Linked DNA regions of Mus musculus: all the other regions are linked to region 1. Evidence: chromatin contacts called from public HiChIP or PLAC-seq and promoter capture Hi-C data. All regions are on one chromosome and are shown on one strand. The core of a region is the stretch at or near the end of the contact, and the rest is flanking DNA. Distances in the headings are between cores, read along the strand shown. Region 1 holds the start of Efna2 (ephrin A2). Region 2 holds the start of Zbtb7a (zinc finger and BTB domain containing 7a). Region 3 holds the start of Plekhj1 (pleckstrin homology domain containing, family J member 1). Region 4 holds the start of Izumo4 (IZUMO family member 4).

Region 1 (3,066 bases), core at 225-2,724:
CAGGCTTGGGAGGTAGAGTGGGGGACAGCCGCCTTTGTTCCTGTCCTCACTCTGGATCTGACCTTGAGACAACAGACAAGAACAGAAGGCAAAGCTTTCTGCTCAAATCCACTGGCGGCAGGCAGCTCTCAACTCGGTGGCCCCAGCATGCAAATGAGGCCTGGTGATGTGGCCTCCTTGCTAGGTGTCCTTGTGACTGGCCCTGGTGATTGAGAACCTAACAGATACAGTCTAGTAGATGAGACTACCCTCTTGGTTGCCCTCCCCATTGCAAAGGGGGTGCTCATGTCCCAGACAGGGCAGCTCCCCAACATTCACCTTTATGGGCAGAATGCTTAGACATGTGGCCCTGTGTCCTGTGGGTGCCACCAGGGCTTGACCTGGAAATCCCAGAATACCCTTGACAGCCAAGTTCAGGTCCCCAAGTAAAGCCGGGCCTACAAAGAGGAGAGACATATTTCAGTGGAGAGTGGGGACAGAGCACTTCCAGGTCTGGGTAAAGATTTCACATCTGTGCCCACCCAGTGTGTGTGTGTGTGTGTGTGTGTGTACACACAAGCACAAGTGAACACATGTTTATGTGTGTGGCATGTGGGGAACTTGTCACAGAAGGCCACATATCTAATTTCTACAGTGCCACCCTGGCCTTTTTGGTCCCAGGTAATAATAACACTGGCCAGCTTTAGCTTTTCCCAGTCCGCACACAGAAGGACATTTTAGAATCCAACTGCTCTGTGGTCCCCAACACCAAGCACAGGACCCAGCAAGTGAAAAACAAGCCAGCAAACCCATCTGGTTCACACAGCTCTGATCTAGGTGTTGTAGGGAAAGCCCTCCCTGAGCGAGCAAGCGAGCGAGTGTCCTTTCACCTGCCAGGAATTGGGGTGATTCCCAGAGTTCCTGAAGTGACTCCCAGAGGCCTCAAGGATGTACAGTCGAGGAGGATGGAAAGCTAGGAAAGGGTGACTTGGAACTTTAGTTCTTTTCTGCTGCGGTTTCATGTAGCCCAGGTTGGCCTAGAACCCTCTATGTAGCCGAGGATGACCTTGAATGTCTGATCCTTCTGCCTCAGCCTCCCGAATGCTGGGAGGGCAGGTGTGCACCACCACAACTGGCCTACGACTTCTTTGTTTTATCAGATCTGATCTGACACTGTAGCCTAGGATGGCCTGGAACTCGCGTCAATCCTCCTGCCTCAGCCTCCTAAGTACTGAGATGCCAGGCGCGGCGCAAACAAGCACTTCGCTACAACCTACCCAGGGTGGGGCCACAAAGCCCCCCCACCCCCGCACAAGCTCAGCGCTCTGGGGTCCCCTTCCCGATGCGGGAGGCTAGGGCGGGACCCTGGGGATCCGCGGCAGAGTCTGCGCGAGTCTGGCCGGGGCGGGGCCCGGGCAGAGGCTTGGAGGGTCCGGGGCGCGGCGGGAGGGGGCGCCCGCGACCCTCCAAGACGCTCCAGCGGGGACAAAGGCGAGGGGAGCCCCCGCGCCCGGGGAACCCGGGAGAGCGCCTTGCGCAGTGCACCGCTCGGGCCTCTGCCCCGCGCCGCCGTCGCCGCCGCCGCCGCCGCCGCCGCCGCCGCCTGGTTTCTCGGCGCCCGCGGTCTACGGCGGGGGCCGCGCGCAGAGGCGGGGCGGCAGATCTCCAAGCGCGCGCGGCGCTCCGCCCGCTCGGCGGCGGAGGCGGAGGCGGAGACGGCGGGGCCAGGCGGCGGCTGGAGAGCGAGGGAGCGAGCGCGGCGGCAGCACCGGGGCCATGGCGCCCGCGCAGCGCCCGCTGCTGCCGCTGCTGCTGCTGCTGCTGCCGCTGCGTGCGCGCAACGAGGACCCGGCCCGGGCCAACGCTGACCGATACGCAGTCTACTGGAACCGTAGCAACCCCAGGTGAGCTTGATTGGGGGAACCCCCGGGGACCCCAAGAGGCCCCAGCCCTGGGGATTGCAGCGCACGGACCTCCTCCTGAACTTCGGGGGTGCCTAGTATTCCCCCAAGAGCTCCTGGACTTTGGGGGAAGCCCTCTGCACCCTCAGACTCAGGAGTTCCTTCTCTGTACTTGCTTGGGGGACACCCTTGAACCCCTGGCCTCTTGGAGGAGGGAGCACCCTGGAGGGCTGAGGGTTTGGCAAATATCCCTGGGGACTTCCCTTCCACCCAAGGAATCCCCGGACTTGGCTCTTTTGAGAAGGTTCTGAGAGTCCTGTCTTTGGTTCTCCAGATGAACTTGGGGAAGTTACAAAATCCCCTTTCTACCCCTATGTTCACTCGTTCACTCCAAGGGGTGCTCCAATCCCCCAGACACTTTAGAGGAACAGAGGGGACCAGGCACCAAAGCGACGGAGGTCAGTTTGAGGGGTGCAGCCTAGGCTTATCGTTTTCCACCTTTGTAGCTGCGGGGGGAAACTGAGGTGCAGGAGCCAGGAGGGGCTGCCTCAAGGTCATGCCCAGAGAACTGGTGCTAGGGCTGGAGACCCTGGTGGTACCCAGCCTGCCACACCCAGCAAGGCACCGGGTCCTGCCTGTCTGTTTGGTGGCACCCCATGGGTCAGACCCTGCCAGGCACTGGGTACAGTCAGGGGACACAGCAGAAGCCACTGTTACAGGCTGAGTAAAAAGTTTACAGCCACTGACCACATTCTGGAAAGCATAGAACCTTCCGGGTCAGAAGGGTCTCAGAAGTGGGGGCATGCTGGAGGGTGTCTTGGGAGATAGGCTTTGGGGTTCCAAGGCTTGGGTGCAGTATAGATCGAGAGTCCCCATGTGTCCGAGGCTGGCCAGTGAGGAACTTAGTTGATGGATCAGCCAAGCTGCCCTCTTGATCCATCAACAGAAAGTTGCAAAAAAAAGGTGGTCTTTGAGGCAAGCTGTGGCACAAGGGCCAACAGTGTCTCTCGGTGGGAGTGGGAGCTCTCTGTCCCCTACCATCAAGGCAGAGCTGTGAGGTCAGCTCCTTTGGGCTGAGGGCAGGGACCCCAGGTCCTCTCAGCAACCTGGCAGGACCATCGCTCAGTGGGCCCCCTACCCCCACGGCCCGCCAGCTACACTGGTCACATGTGGGTTTGATTAACAC
Region 2 (3,066 bases), core at 308-2,807, 960 kb after region 1:
GTGCTGCCACGCCCGATTGAACCGTACTTTTAATTCGGTTTATAAAAATGTGTTGGTAAATGCGGGGAGGGGGTCGATGCTTTGATGTAAAAGAACAAAAGAAAAACAAAACTAACATACCGGGCTCCCTTCGACCTGGGGCAGTTTGTAAATATTATCAACAACAGAAATAACAATGAATGAAAAATAACTAAATTAAGGACCGGGCATTTGGAGGCTGACATCTCATATTGTGACAGACACACTTAAAGCTAAAGCAAGGATGGCCAGTCTCCATACGAAGGGGAACTGAAGGGGAAACTGAGGCCAGGCGCTGGTTCTAACTCCCCGCTCCGCCCCCTCCCCAGAGCCAGATCCACAGTCAGGTCGTCTGGTGGCTGTGGCGTGCTGGAACCCGAACCCAGCAGGCCTGGTGAACCGGGATGTCGCCTGTCCCCTCCTCTGCCTTCCCCTCCCTCTCCAGACCTCTCCCACGACCAGAGAGGAAGTGGGAGAGAAAAGGACAAGGGGGTGAAAAAAAAAGAAAGAAAGAAAGAAAGAAAACAGAAAACGCAGGGTTGGATTCGCACTTTCCTACTTCCCACCTCTGTCCTGCGGAGCTGTGCGGCGCCCCTGCGAGGGTCCGGGTCCACGCCCCACACCAGCCGGGCCAGCCAGCCGGCTGCGGGGAAAATTACAAGGCCTGGAAAACAACCGTCCTTCCCCGCCCCTCGCCAACCCCTTCCCCGCGCTACGCCCCTGGCACAGCCGGGTGGAGGCGACTGTTTTATGTAATCGCGGGGCGGCAGGTTTGCTGGCTGGCTGCACCGGTGAGGGCGGGACCCCCGAGCTCAGCTGACATTTCGCGGCCCTGCAAGTCTTCCCCTGGGGGGTCCCTGGTATGGCTTTGGTAATTTAAGGCGCAGATGGGGGCGGGGGTGGACGGAGACCCGACACTCTAAAGCAACCTAGCTGTACTTGCAAACTCTGGGTTCCTCGCAGTTTGAGTAAACTGAGGTTTATGTGGGGGTTAGGGGACCTGGAGCTCAAATGCAGACTCTGATCTTTTTTCTTCCTTTCCTGGGTTCTTTGCACTACTTGGGTAAACTGAGGCCAAGGATGACAGGAGCGCCGATGCAACCTCGCCGACCTTGCAACAGACCTTTTCTTCTCCTTTCGATTCCTTGCATTATTTGGGGAAACTGAGGCTCAGAGAAGGGAGATGCGGTACCATGGCAGCGCCCTGGTGGCCTTGGAGAGAGGTGTGAGGCAAGGGACCGTCACTTCCTCGCCTTCATCTCAGCTCCTTGGGCCAGAGGGCCCCTTACGCCCCGGCACCCAGTCCTCCGGGTGCGCACCGCACTCCCGCCCCCATTGCCAACCCGGTCCCGCCCCGCCCCGGGCTTCGGGGGCACAGCCCGCGCCCCCTGAACCCCGCCCTGCGCGCACAGGCCGGGGCTGTTTATCTGCGGCCCCCACCCCCTGAACCCGAGGGGCCCCTCTTGCCCGCCCCCAGCACCCTGGGGTGCTCCGGGCCGTAGATAAGCCAGCAGGCTGGCACGGCGCCGCGCACGGGGCGGAGAGGTCACGGGCTTGCCAGGGGAGGGGCCGATGGGTCGGGGCTGCGCCCCCCGCCCGCCCGGCACCCCCAAATCCCTAATCGCAGCCCGATCTGCTCTCGCGGCGCAGCCCCGCGGGACGTGGCAAGAGCCGACCTGCAGAGCCTGTTCTGGCCGCGGTGGCCGGGGGGGCGGGCTGGGCGTGGGGGTGCCGGCGCTGCGGCACCTTTAAGACGAGGGAGGACCCCTCTTGCCCTCGGACAAACCAGGAAGGGAGTCGCGAGCATCATACGGGGCTTTGCGTACTGTACGGCTACTGTAGGGGCAGTGACGCCGCCGCCCGCCCGAGCGAGGTCCGCGCCGCGGGCTGCCCCGATCGCGCGTCCTCCGGGCTCGGGTCCCCGCGAGGTAAGCTGCCCGGGCTGAAGGGGACTCCTCTCCCGGAGAGGTGGGTTTTGTTTTTCTTTTTTTTTTCCTTTCTTTCCTTTTTAATTTCCTTGCAGGGTGGGGACGCGGCCGGGGGCGCAGTGCGCACCCCGAGAGCCCGTACGGAGCGGAACGGACTGGATGGGGGATCTGGGGCGCCTCCGTAGCTCAGGGGTTCTGGAGACCAAGATTGCCCGGCCAGAGCCGAAGAGGAGTCGGGAGGCGGGGGGGCTCCGCCCGGGTCCCTCCGGGGCGAAGGGCACAAGCCCGCTCCCGATCCCTCCTCCCTACTCGGGCGGCACGGCCTCAGGGTTCCCGGCGCGCGGCCCGCGGGGGAGGGGAGCCGGGCCTCACCGAAGGCGAAGGTGGGGGCTGAGGGGTGCGTCGCGTGCTAAGTTTGCAATAGGGCCCGGGGCGCGCCGCTCCCCTTTCCGAGTGGTAGTGGGCAAGCGGGGGGCGGGGAAGGCCTATCCGGGATTGCGCGCAGACGTTGGAGTTGGCCAGGATGGAGCGCCTTGGCGGAGGGGGGGAGGGGGCTGACAAAACAGGGAGGGGGGCTTTGCAAAAAAAAAAAAAAAAAAAAAAAAAAAAAAAAAAAAAGGCCCGAGAGAGGCGGAGGGAAGGGGTGAGGGGTGGAGTGTCTGGGAGGCGGGCGCGTCGTCGCGGTTCTCCTGGGCTCTGTAGTTCTTTCGCTTATCTTCAGTGCTTGTTGTTTTGGAAGGTGGCCTTGGAGAATAAACTACAAATCCCAGAGTGCCTCGCGATAGCGGCGGGTCAGGGAGGGGCGTTGCGGAGGAGGGGCGGTGAGTGGCAGACCTGAGGGCCAATGGATACTAGAAATCGTCCGGCGCGGCGCTGCATGGGGGTGGAGCCTGCGTTTGGGCGGGGCCTGCGTGCAGGGGCGGGGTTTATGCAGAAGAGGCGGAGCTTCCGCGGCTCCCTCGCCCGGGGCCGGTGGCGGTCCCGGCTTCCGGCTGCCGCCCCTCCCCTCCTGTTGTGTAACCGTTCTTAGCCCCCCCCCTCCCGTTCGATATTTTAATTTTTCCCCCTTCCCTTTAGTTCCGGACGCTCAGGGAGGAGGAGAAAGGTTCCTCCGCAAGAC
Region 3 (3,066 bases), core at 246-2,745, 620 kb after region 1:
GAGAGCAGAACGAATACACCTGTAATGTCAGTGTTCAAGAAAGACTCATGAAAGAGACAGAAGGGTTCGTAGGGCTTGCTGGCCAGTCAGTATAACTTAAAAGTAAGCCCCAGGTGGGACCCTACTGCCAAGCCCAATGACCAGCGTTTTATGCTGGAGACCTACATAGTGGAAGATGAGAACCAACTACTCAAGTTTCCCTCTGGCCTTACTGGCATACTCACACCCCAAAACACGTGTGCACTCGTGCAAGAAGGAGAAAAGAGGGGTACAGATAAAGAACCCCACTGGATAATATAGGTAGACATGATGCCCAAATCTCTACAAGATACTGTAAAGTTCTCGTTAGGGAAGAAGGCTGAGACAGGCCTTAAAGCCTGCCCGTACCCTACCCGTGGCAGAGAGGGCGGCAGAGACTGTTCCTGCTATACACCCCACGTTCGCAGACTGCACCTCTCTCAGTTGGGAACGGGCAGAGGGGTCGGAGAAGAAACTAAGCGAGAACCAGACCCAGTGGGCACTCTGAGTGATAGCTGGGCCAGTCCTGGGCCACCAGCGGACGCGGGATCCAGGACAAACGTAGGCTCCTAAGGGAGTAAAAAGGATCGGGTGTGCGGAGCAGAGTCCGGGATGGAAACTTACTGATGGAGAAGCCGCCCGGTTCTTCCTGGGCCACTCTGCAGCGCTCCAGCAACAGGGCTCCGAGGGGCTGCGCGAGACACGGCCATGAGCGCCGGCCTCCGGGCCGCGCGGGTCCCCCGCGCCCCCCACGCCCCTACCTCGGCCTCGTCCGGGCGGAAGTAAAAGAGGAAGTTGACCACCAGCTTCACCAGTCGCCGCTTGGCCACTGTAGGCACAGGGCGGTGTCAGCGCGGAACTGTTCTCATTCGCCCACCCAGGAACCGCGCCGGCCCGCCCAAGTGCCCCAGCCGCAGCCCCGACTGGCTCACCGCTGCCCTTCTTGGGGCCCCGCATGCCCAGCTCGGCCGCCATCTCTGCCGGCTGTCGGGACAGCGCCTGCAACTCTTTCTCGTTGTACCGCATCCCGCCGCACGGATCCGCGCGAACCAACACGCGCCCTGCCTCTCGGCCGCCGTCCTCCCCGAAGCCGCAGCCAGCGCCACAAAAGTCTCAGAGAGCGATCTCGGAAGTCCCAACCCGGTTACTGCGCCTGCGCGTTGTTGGGCTGGTTGCGCGGCCCTAATTTATGGGTCTGCGCGGTTGAACAGAGTCAGACGGGAAGGAGATGGCCCGTCCTTAAATAACCGCCAGACATACTAAGCGTGAGGTGTAAGTTAGACTCAGAGCACTCCACGATGAGCGAAGCGCCTTCCTGGGCCGGTGAACCCTAACGCTTTCCTCTTGTCACGATAGCCGGCGCCGCTAGACTTAGGGCGGAGCGAAACTGTGCGGTCGCTGCAGTGAGCACGCGCACTCTGCGCCCCGACGCTCCTTTCTCTCCCGCCTACCGAAGACGGAAGTCCATCCGCTGGGCCTGCGCACACACGAAACGCCGACGCCTTTGCTCCCGGAAGGGATCGCTTCGTCGGTCGTGCGCACGCGCGCGGCGAAACCGCGGCCTTGGCGGAGATTAAACCCGGATAGCGAGGCCTTAGCGTTGGTGAGGAGCTGCACAGTTTGTCGGTGGCGGCTGCTCCGTCGGGGAGGCTTGAAGGTGGGAGCGAAAGCCCGGGGGCGGGACGGGGAGAGGCAGCGGCCGCCCTCTTGCCTCAGGATCGGCGCGCGCCCGCCGGGAGAGCGCGCTCTCGCGAGGCCCGTTGGGTCGCCGCGTGATTGCTGGCTTGGGTGGCGCTTCTGTGGCCTCCAGGGTGGTTCGGGGTGTCCGAGTGGCGTCTCGGCGTGTATTTTGACCTCCTTGGTTGTTTCCGTTTCCACCTTCGTTAATCGGGGCCCTGGCGACCACTGCTCCTGTCCACCGGAGCAGGTCCCTTGCTGGGATTGAAAGATAACGGTATCTGCACATAAAAGGGATTTGTCCTGGGACCAGGCCTCCTCCCAGACCATTACCTTAACATATACCACGTCTCTGTCCTTATTGATCGTTCATCGGTAATCTTACGGTAGTCCGTGAGGTTGCGCATCTCCCGTCCCTGCGTCCTGGCCTCCTGTCCCAAGTTTCACGTGTGAGCCCCTCCAGTCATCGGCACAACTTTTCATTTATTTCAGACAGGGTCTCACTGCTTAACTGGGGCTGACCTGCAACTCGGTGTGGAAACTTGGCCGATTTCCAGTTCACAGACATTGCCATGCCTCTGCCTTCTCTCGCATAGTGGGACTTACAGCATGAGCCACCACACTTGGCTGTTTTGATTGGTTTTAAGGAATCGAGGGTTTATTTTGGCTGATGGTATGAAGGTGCGGTCTGCCGTGGTGGTCGTGTTGCAGCAGTAGTCAGCAAGCAGATAAATGCCCTTCCCCGCGTTTTTAAAGATTTTGTTTTAATGTGTCTGTGTGGAGCTTTGTGTGTGAGTGGGGTACCCATAGGGTCCAGAAAGGGATATCAGAGTCCCTGGAGCCTACCGCCACCCTTTTTTCTTTTATCTGAGATAGGATCTCACTGCACAGCCCGGTTTGGTCTCTAACACTAACCTAACCATCTTCCTACCTTGGATAAAGAAATGGGATGAGAAGTGTACACCACCACGCCCTACGTTTTCTGTGTTTCCTGGGGTTGGGAACTGTTGGTGGGCGTTTGCAGAGCTTGGTGCCCCATCCACAGAGCAAGCAGTGTGCTCACCCAGGCCCCAGTTTTGTTTTGCTTTTCTAAGATTTATTTATTTATAATGAGTACACTGTAGCTGTCTTTAGATACACACCAGAAGAGGGCATCGGGTTCCATTACAGATGTTTGTGAACCACCACATCATTGCTGGGATTTGAACTCAGGACCTCTGGAGGAGCAGTCAGTGCTCTTAACCGCTGAGCCACTTCTCCAGCCTGCCCAGGCCAGTTTTGTCCTAGTGTTTGTTTTCCCTCCAAAGCTCATGAACTAACTGCATTTTTGCAGTGGGTACCCATACACATTCAACCTCAAACATGTACCCC
Region 4 (3,066 bases), core at 396-2,895, 520 kb after region 1:
AACTCTGCATAACGGTAGCAAATCAGAAACCAAAGTTACAAGGATACACGTGGAGCTCTGGAATAATAATTGCCCTGCCTTAACACTATGCCAACCTCTACTTGACTGTAGGCACTTTATTCTATGGAGCCTAGGGAAGGGGTGGAGGCAGGAGGGAAGAGAAAAGGCAAAGTTATTGGCGCAGACCTTTAATCTCAGCGTTCAGGAGGCACAGGCAGGGTGATCTCGCTGAGTTCCAGGATAGCCTGGGCTAAATATAAAAGGAAAGAATTAAAGAAAAGAAAAGAAAAGAAAAGAAAAAAGAAAAAGAAACTGCGGCCAAAGTTAACTTTCTGTGATCTGTTTTTGAGTCTCTCCATCCAGCCTTTCAATGGCTTATTTAGGGGAGGCCGAGGAGTGCTGAAGAGGCAGAAGTAGGGATAGAACCCAGGGCTTTCTACACACAAGGCAAATGCTTCACTCCAGAGCAAGAGCCCAGACCTTCAATGAAGTTTAACAGAAACGTGATCATTTCAAACAAATGAGTCAGCGGAGATGGGAAGGAGGATCCTATCCAGCCGCTGGAGGCTAGCCTGTGCTATCTAGGACCTCAAATATTAAACACGCTTTTGATCCATGACGCTTCCTTTCTCCCTCCTTTTGACAGATCCAGGTCCCCAGCGCCCACTCTGGGCCGGTCGCTGGACACTGTCACCCTGAGGGATGAAGTCCCGCTGCCCGCCGCCCGCCTTGGCCCTCGGAGGACCCACCTGGCTGTCCGGAACCGTCTCTCGCTTCGCCCAGTCTCCGGCCGCGCCCGCAGAGGGACACGCCCGCGGAGGGACACGCCGCACGCCCCGCCCAGGCCGCGCCCGCCAGCCGGATTTACTTCCCTTAAAGGGAAGCAGCCCGGATGGAGGTGTGGCGCCCGAGTTCGGAGGATCACGGTGTGAAAGGCAGGCGGCACTCCGCGCCCCTGGAGACCAGGACGGGCGCTGCTAATTGGCTGTAGTGGAGCGGATGAGGGGCGGGACGAGCCCTCCCTCGCTGGCTCGGGAACTGGCGCCAGCCCAAAGCGCATGCGTAAGGCGCTGTGGATGGGGTGGAGCCTGGGGACAGACTGGCATTACCAGTTGCCAATTGTAACTGGAGAGATTCAGTTACACTCTCCTGGGGAGATCCAGTAGAGCCAGCCCTGGGACAGAAGTCCGGATGGCGGTGGGGTGGGTGTGGTGACAGGCTAGAAAGGGGTGGAGCCATCCGTGGGCGGTACCAGGCCTGTAGGCGGAACCAGGCCTGGGACAGGAGTCTAATCGGGGCCTGGCCAGGTAGGGGCGGAGCCATCCGTGGGCAGGCGCTGTCTTTTTTTTTTTTTTCGAGACAGGGTTTCTCTGTGTAGTCCTGGCTGTCCTGGAACTCACTTTGTAGACCAGGTTGGCCTCGAACTCAGAAATTCGCCTGCCTCTGCCTCCCAAGTGCTGGGATTAAAGGCTTGCGCCATCAGGCCCGGTGGGCGGGACATGTCTAAGCGGGGCGGGACCAGAGTTGGAAGCATGATCAGGCCCGGGCAGGGGATGGCGCGGCCAGGGTCCACAGCGCGAGCTGTTGGTTGGTGCGGCGTGGCAGGGCGTGGCGCGGGAGGCACCGTTGGTTGGTGCGCGGCTGGAGGGTGCGGCGCTGGCGGCGCCGATGTTTGGGCAAGGCAGGCTGGGCCAGGCCATGGCCCTGCTGTTGTTTCTGGGCATGACAGCGGCGCTGGCCCGGGGCTGCCTGCAGTGCGACCCCAATTTCGCGGAGAAGTTCTCCTTCTATCGTCACCACGTGAACCTCAAGTCGTGGTGGGTGGGTGACATTCCTGTGTCGGGGATGCTGCTCTCCGATTGGATCCAGAACACGATGAAGGAGCTCCATCTGGCCATTCCTGCTGAGATCAGTGAGCGGCGGAACCCATTCCAGGGTCAGAAGAGCAGCAGGGAACCGGGCAGGGCCACTCATTTGCTTGCTTTTTCCTCCTGCCCTTAGCCCGGAAGAAGCTATATCAAGTAGCAGAAGCCGTGTACCAGAGGATGGACCAGCTGTACCAGGGGAAGATGTACTTCCCAGGTAAAAAGAGAAACAGGTGGGGCCGGTGCGAGCTGCTACGCACCTGAACTTGACCGTTCTGCTGTGACTCTCACATCAGGGTATTTCCCCAATGAGCTGCGGGCCATCTTCCGGGAGCAAGTGCGCCTCATCCAGAACGCCATCATAGAGAGTGAGCAGTGGGCTCCACAGAGGGGAAGATGATCATGGCCGCTGGCACTTCAGGGCTAGGGGCACTGGAAACAGGGCTCAGGGAGGAGTGACTCTGCAGGAGGCCCTTTTGCATAAATGTTTGCTAGCATGCCCATCACCCCCTTATTTCTGTCAAACTAGTCTCCTGGTGGCACCTAGGAACAATGGAACCATCCTTCCCTTAGGTTATCCCCATCTTTCACTGCAACTGACCCCTTCCTACATCCATGAAACTCATGTAGCACAAGCGTGTAATCCCAGCACTCAGAAATGAGGGAACGAGGCAAGAAGATTGCCACAAATCACAAGGCAGCCTAGGCTACCTTCTCTGTGCTAGGGTATCCTGGGCTACAAAAACAAGTGGGGCTGAGGTGTTGAGCTCTGGGCCTTGTCAGAAAGCACTATCCTGTTATGTCCTCCCCTCCCCAGGCCGCATTGACTGTCAGCGTCACTGTGGTAAGTGAACCATGGTCCAGGCTAAGGGCCACAGTGGCAGTGGCCCAGGCTGGGGAGGGCCCAGGGGAGTCTGGGGCTGCTTCTCATATATTGCAGGTATCTACCAGTACGAGACCATCTCCTGCAGCAACTGCACGGACTCCCACGTCATTTGCTTTGGCTACTACTGCAAGTATGGCTCATGCAGCAATCCCACTGCCCCTGGGGTCCTAGGCAAGGAAGGGGACCAGGGCCTTGGGGATACCCCACCACCAAGTCTTGTGTTCCCCCCCCCCACCCCAGGTCATCGGCACAGTGGGAGTCAGCTGTACAGGGCCTTCTGAAATACATGTGAGCTGGGGCTTATTGGGTACCAGG

Evidence for each region. HiChIP or PLAC-seq counts read pairs in DNA pulled down with a chosen protein or histone mark. Capture Hi-C pulls out chosen DNA fragments and counts their contacts.
Region 2: an H3K27ac HiChIP or PLAC-seq map of stem cell-derived neural progenitor cells shows a contact between it and region 1, with 4 times the contacts expected there. The contact joins the promoter of Zbtb7a here to the promoter of Efna2 in region 1. A contact is called at or near these places in 6 of 115 datasets of contacts at active chromatin or transcription factors (bone marrow-derived dendritic cells, large pre-B cells, microglia and 3 more).
Region 3: a promoter capture Hi-C map of adipose tissue shows a contact between it and region 1, with 2.7 times the contacts expected there. The contact joins the promoter of Plekhj1 here to the promoter of Efna2 in region 1. A contact is called at or near these places in 3 of 39 promoter capture datasets (embryonic stem cells, liver and pre-B cells) and 2 of 9 other capture datasets (adipose tissue and liver).
Region 4: a promoter capture Hi-C map of liver shows a contact between it and region 1, with 2.5 times the contacts expected there. The contact joins the promoter of Izumo4 here to the promoter of Efna2 in region 1. A contact is called at or near these places in 2 of 39 promoter capture datasets (both in liver), 2 of 115 datasets of contacts at active chromatin or transcription factors (bone marrow-derived dendritic cells and bone marrow-derived macrophages) and 2 of 9 other capture datasets (adipose tissue and liver).

What each region holds. Positions count from the first base shown.
Region 1 is chr10:80,178,008-80,181,073 of GRCm38.p6, forward strand. It overlaps Efna2 (ephrin A2), which reads left to right and starts at 1,475. Exons shown (of 4, transcript NM_007909.3): 1 at 1,475-1,883. The coding sequence starts at 1,756.
Region 2 is chr10:81,134,714-81,137,779 of GRCm38.p6, forward strand. Zbtb7a (zinc finger and BTB domain containing 7a) reads left to right here and starts at 1,558. Exons shown (of 3, transcript NM_010731.3): 1 at 1,558-1,986.
Region 3 is chr10:80,797,131-80,800,196 of GRCm38.p6, forward strand. It overlaps Plekhj1 (pleckstrin homology domain containing, family J member 1), which reads right to left and starts at 1,496. Exons shown (of 6, transcript NM_023900.2): 1 at 951-1,496; 2 at 780-847; 3 at 643-709. The coding sequence starts at 1,044. Sf3a2 (splicing factor 3a, subunit 2) reads left to right here and starts at 1,605. Exons shown (of 9, transcript NM_013651.4): 1 at 1,605-1,675.
Region 4 is chr10:80,701,048-80,704,113 of GRCm38.p6, forward strand. It overlaps Izumo4 (IZUMO family member 4), which reads left to right and starts at 1,646. Exons shown (of 10, transcript NM_027829.3): 1 at 1,646-1,912; 2 at 2,002-2,082; 3 at 2,162-2,233; 4 at 2,683-2,709; 5 at 2,806-2,881; 6 at 2,992-3,039. The coding sequence starts at 1,669. Mob3a (MOB kinase activator 3A) reads right to left here and starts at 773. Exons shown (of 4, transcript NM_172457.2): 1 at 750-773.